Linked DNA regions of Callithrix jacchus: region 2 is linked to region 1. Evidence: chromatin contacts called from public Hi-C data. All regions are on one chromosome and are shown on one strand. The core of a region is the stretch at or near the end of the contact, and the rest is flanking DNA. Distances in the headings are between cores, read along the strand shown. Region 1 holds the start of LOC100414058 (pre-mRNA-splicing factor SPF27). Region 2 holds the start of NRAS (NRAS proto-oncogene, GTPase).

The links. A called contact is a pair of places that touch in the nucleus more often than the background predicts.
Region 2: a contact with region 1 is called in a Hi-C map of skeletal muscle, with 4 times the contacts expected there. The contact joins the promoter of NRAS here to the promoter of LOC100414058 in region 1.

The regions. Positions count from the first base shown.
Region 1 is chr7:152,562,348-152,565,047 of calJac240_pri, reverse strand. It overlaps LOC100414058 (pre-mRNA-splicing factor SPF27), which reads left to right and starts at 1,290. Exons shown (of 6, transcript XM_035252524.3): 1 at 1,290-1,434; 2 at 1,542-1,634. The coding sequence starts at 1,342.
Region 2 is chr7:152,699,464-152,702,163 of calJac240_pri, reverse strand. It overlaps NRAS (NRAS proto-oncogene, GTPase), which reads left to right and starts at 1,276. Exons shown (of 6, transcript XM_035252537.3): 1 at 1,276-2,700. The coding sequence starts at 2,453. It overlaps CSDE1 (cold shock domain containing E1), which reads left to right. Exons shown (of 17, transcript XM_078332836.1): 16 at 668-800; 17 at 1,183-2,117. The coding sequence ends at 1,230.

The DNA of each region.
Region 1 (2,700 bases), core at 41-2,540:
CAGATCTCTTGGAGCATTCTTAAGATGTAAAGATCTTTTATGTCACTTAAATCTATAGCTAGCACATTTACCTAATGGTACTTACGTAATCAGAATTAGTCTTACACTGACCAGGCTTAATAACTGTGGTCAACATTTCTAGGCTCTTGGCAGACAAAGCCTGGGTGTAGACTGCACAATGGGCATGGTATAGTCTGACAACCTTATTTGGTCTTTACCTGCTTAATCAAAGGGAGGCTGCTTAGTCCAGGAGCCATGCAGCAGAGAAGGTGCATGGGCAGCAGCTTGAGTGGTTAGGAGGCAATGAGGAGTGCCATTCTATTACCGTTAAGTCCTAAAGGCAAAATTACAGGATTTTTAAGTTGGGTGCTATGGCCAGTTATCACTTTCGCTCTTGGGAGCTACTGAGGTTCCTTTTGATACACAGACCATAAAGCTTCACAATTTTAATTGGAGACTGGCGCCCAGTTCTAGAGTCTCTTTAGGAACTGTACTTATCCAATGCAGAGGTTTTCAGGGCACAAGGGGTAAGGATAGTTGGGGTACAACAAGGAAGTAAAAGAGGATCAACGCCGGGAGCACTGGCTCACACCTGTATTCCCCACATTTTGGGAGGCCTAAGGGAGAGGACAGTTTGAGGTCAGCCTTGGCAACATAGGAAAACTCATCTCTACAAAAAAATTTAAAAATTAGCCAGGCGTGGTTGTTTGTGCCTCTATGCCCTGCTACTCCTGAGGCTGAAGTCGGGGAGGGGCGGGGCGGAGAGCGGGGTTTGAGGCTGCAGTGAGTTGTGATCGCACCACTGCACTCCAAACCTGGGCAGCAAAACCATACCCTGTGTATAAAATAAAAAATACACCCTGTGTATATAATAATAATAAAAAAAAAAAGAAGTCCAGCACAGAGGAAGAGAAAATTAAGGGGAGAAGGTGGGAGTAAGCAGAGGTGGAAACCAGTTTATCTCTCCGCCAAATCCTGCAGCCAGTTCCCTCCAAAATGTTAAGGGGCTCCCCTTCCAGATATCAATGTTTTGGAGGAAACGAAAAGCCCCAACTTCAGATGGCCGCCACTCGCAGGCAAAAAGATGCGGCAAGTAGAGGACAGGAAATTGAGGCCTTCCGCTGACGCCAAGAAGCCAAGACGTGATGTCATGTCCGCCCAAAACAAACCAGTTCTGCAATTTCTAGATACCCGGCGGACGCGCCTTCAAAATTAGCAACTGAGCATGCGCTCGCGTCAATACGCAGGAGACGTGATGACATCAGCGACAGGCGCCGGCGTAATTAAATAGAACTGAGTACGCCAGGCGAAGAAAACGCAGCCAGATCTGAGGGTTCCAGAATGGCGGGCACGGGTTTGGTGGCTGGAGAAGTTGTGGTGGATGCGCTGCCGTATTTTGATCAAGGTTATGAAGCTCCTGGTGTGCGGGAAGCGGTGAGTGCGGGATGTCTGTGTAGTCGACTCACTGCTCTCTGGCTGGGTACCGAAAGAAACAAGTTAGAATTTGCCGCTTCTACCCTGGCCCCGATTCTCGTTTTTAGGCTGCAGCACTGGTCGAGGAGGAAACGCGCAGATACCGACCTACTAAGAACTACCTGAGCTACCTGACAGCCCCGGATTACTCTGCCTTTGAAGTAAGTATGTCTTGAGCCCAAGTATGAACGAGGATTCCTGTGAACCTTTATTTTGGATTGAGAGCTTTAGCTAGATAAAAGTGATTTTTAAATTCCAGTTTTAACTATTGCTTGCATAGCTACTATTTACTTATTATGTAGGTATCAGTCTTTTAAAAACAACTAGATAGATAAGTCTTCTCCAGGGTTCTTATTTTAAGATCCATAGGAAGACTTTCTGGGGCTCCACGAACTCACTCAATGCAAAAATTTGTGGCTACAGTTGAGATAGGGCCCATGCGTAAATTCTCAAAGGGACGCTCTCCTGTCAAGGTTCACTCTACAGCAAGTGATCTAGAGTTTTTTAATATGTGTAAGCCTAATTACAATTACTAAGCTCTTTGGAACCACTGGAGATTGGCCTCTTAAAGTCTAGATATTTGCCAAATGTATGTGATGTGACTGAAAGGACAAACCATATTCAAGTGTATACTACTTTTTTCTCAGCCTTCTCCTTTGTTCCATAATCTATCCAGTGTTTTTTTAAATACATTTCTGATTAATGGAGGCAAAAATTTTCACTGACATGAATACTTTTTAAGTGGTAGGTGCCATTCTAGATTCTGAGATCATAGAATAAAAGATACTTTTTTAAAAAATATATTTTGTTTTAAGACAAAAGTTCTCTCCACAAAAGATAGGGCTTCTGAATACAGAAAAATACAATACAATGAGAAGCTAGATATATAAAACAAAAAGTTTACAGTAGTATGTATAAATGTGTAATAATATGTAAAGGACCTGTAGTGGAGTTATGTATGTATAAGGACCAAGAGGATTAGTGAAAGGAGTGCCAGGCCGGGCACAGTGGTTCATGCCTGTAATCCCAGCACTTCTGGAGGCCAAGGCAGGCCGATCACCTGAGGTGGGGAGTTTTGAGACCAGCCTGACCAACATGGAGAAACCCACATCTCTACTAAAAATACAAAAAATTAGTCGGCGCAGTGGCACATTCCGGTAATCCCAGCTACTCGGGAGGCTGAGGCAGGAGAATCGCTTGAACCCGGGAGGCGGAGGTTGCAGTGAG
Region 2 (2,700 bases), core at 27-2,526, 140 kb before region 1:
CATTTCTGGTTATATGGTGCTTAAAATTCTAATAGTTTAACCATCCTGACTCATAATGCTGCTTTGCTTCATCACCCCCCCCCACCCCTATCCCCGCCCCCTCCAGAGACAGTCTCACTCTGTTAACCAGGCTGGAATGCAGTGGCACCATCACAACTCATTGCAACCTCAACCCCCTAGGCCTAAGCAATTCTCCCATGTCAGCTTCCCGAGTAGCTGGGACTAACAAGCATGCGCCACCACACCCAGCCAATTTTATTTTTTGTAGAGACATGGTCCCACTATTTTGCCCAGGCTGGTGTCAAACTTCTGGGCTCCGGTGTTCCTCCTGCCCTGCCCTCTCAAAAGTGCTGGGATTGCAGGTGTTAGCTACCACATCTGCTACCTTGTTTTTTTATGCATCTGTGGAACTGGTCAGTCTGATTCCATTCAAGTCTAGGGTCTGCAAATGATTCCTTTCATTCCTATTAAGTTGGAACATTGATTTGGGGGAAATAATATATAAACAAACTTGTCTGTCTTGTCTTTCCAGCTAGGTAGATGAGGTGAGAGTCCTGTCATTAAAAGTGAGTCATTTTGGCAGTTAGATAGAAGACACACTCCTTTGCAAGTGCTTGCTATCTGCCCACAAAGTGTGGTTTCTTGTCATCTTTTGACTTCATTGTAGCGAGGGCCCCAAGGCTGTTGCAGCTCCTCGGCCTGATCGGTTGGTCAATCGCTTGAAGAACATCACCCTGGATGATGCCAGTGCTCCTCGCCTAATGGTTCTTCGTCAGCCAAGGGGACCAGATAATTCAATGGTATGAGCCCATACAAGGCTTGGGGGAGGCCAAATGAAAGACCAACATATAATATGTGGTTCTATTTAAATAATAGATCGGGAAACTTAAGCAAGGAGACTTCCATATTGCTTATAACTAGTTGAGGACTTCCTACACATTGGTTCAGCCCCTAATCTAATGGTTGCTTACAGTAAGAAGCCCATTTTATTTTCTTGATACTTTGAAGATAGTTTAGGTAATGGGTCAGAAGGGCTTACTATGGATTTTCTCAAGGAAGGAATTAGTGGTGCATAAATTGGTTAAAAATAATGCTTTTGTAGTTTCATTTGGGAATAGTGAATGTACCGTGATTGTTGTGCACTCAAATCATTAACTGCAGGATTTTTTTTCCCCCCCACAGGGGTTTGGTGCAGAAAGAAAGATCCGTCAAGCTGGTGTCATTGACTAACCACATCCACAAAGCACATCATTAATCCACTATGATCAAGTTGGGGGGAATCTGGTGAAGGGTTCTGAATATCTCCCTCTTCATCCCTCCCGAAATCTGGAATACTTATTCTATTGAGCTATTACACCAGTTTTAACACCTTCCTCTCGTGTTATGTTTAAAAAATAAATAAATAAATTTAAGAAAACCATTTTAAAATAATGCACAGTTGCAGCCTGGAAAACTTAAGGTGGCGCCTTATAGTATCAATTTTAGGAGCTTTATTTGGTGCATTTAACGCAACTGTTAATTGCAAAATCCACTTCGCCTGTGTAAGTGAAAAATATAGACTGTTATATCTTGTTGGCCCTATGAAATTCTGCACTTGATAATTCATTTTATATTCTACCTTCATTAATGACTTCTGGCAAGATGTTCTGCCTTAGCACTCAGTTGCATTCTTTTCCTTCCTGTTCATTATGCTTTAATTCTGAGGACCATATGAGGGTAGAATATATTATCTTTTAAAAATTACAAAAATTTGTATAGGCAAACCATTTCTTAAAGTTAATGGCCAAATTTTGAAATGTTATTTTTCATATCATTTATAATCTTGTCACAATCCACTTAAAGAAGTTTGGTTATATTTCAGTGAAAATTATCTTCCAGAGTAGTTTTTTTTTTTCCTGGGATGGGGGGTAACTTTACTACAATAAGTAAGTATGGTGCAGAATTTCATGCAAATGAGGAGTGCCAGCAGTGTGATAATTTAAACATATTTAAACAAAAAACAAAAAAAATGCACAAACTTGCTGCTGCTTAGATCACTGCAGCTTCTAGGACCCAGTTTCTTTTACTGATTTAAAAACAAAACAGAAAAAAAAAAAATAAAAAAGTTGTGCCTGAAATGAATCTTGTTTTTTTTATAAGTAGCCGCCTGGTTACTGTGTCCTGTGAAATACAGACACTTGACCCTTGGTGTAGCTTCTGTTCAACTTTATATCACGGGAATAGATGGGTCTGATTTCTTGGCCCTCTTCTTGAATTGGCCATATACAGGGTCCCTAGCCAGTGGACTGAAGGCTTTGTCTTGAAGACAAGGGTCAGCTCAGGGGATGTGGGGGAGGGCTCTTTTATCTTCCCCCTTGTCGTTTGAGGTTTTGATCTCTGGGTAAAAAGGCCGTTTATCTTTGTAACCACAAAACATTTTTGCTTTCTCCAGTTTTCTGTTAATGGCGAAAGAATGGAAGCGAATAAAGTTTTACTGATTTTTGAGACACTAGCACCTAGCGCTTTCATTATTGAAACGTCCCGTGTGGGAGGGGAGGGTCTGGGTGCGGCCTGCCGCGTGACTCCTGGTTCAGAGGCCCACGTGGCCAGGGCGGGGACTCAGGCGCCTAGGGCGCCGACTGATTACGTAGCGGGCGGGGCCGGAAGTGCCGCTCCCTGGTGGGGGCTGTTCATGGCGGTTCCGGGGTCTCCAACATTTTT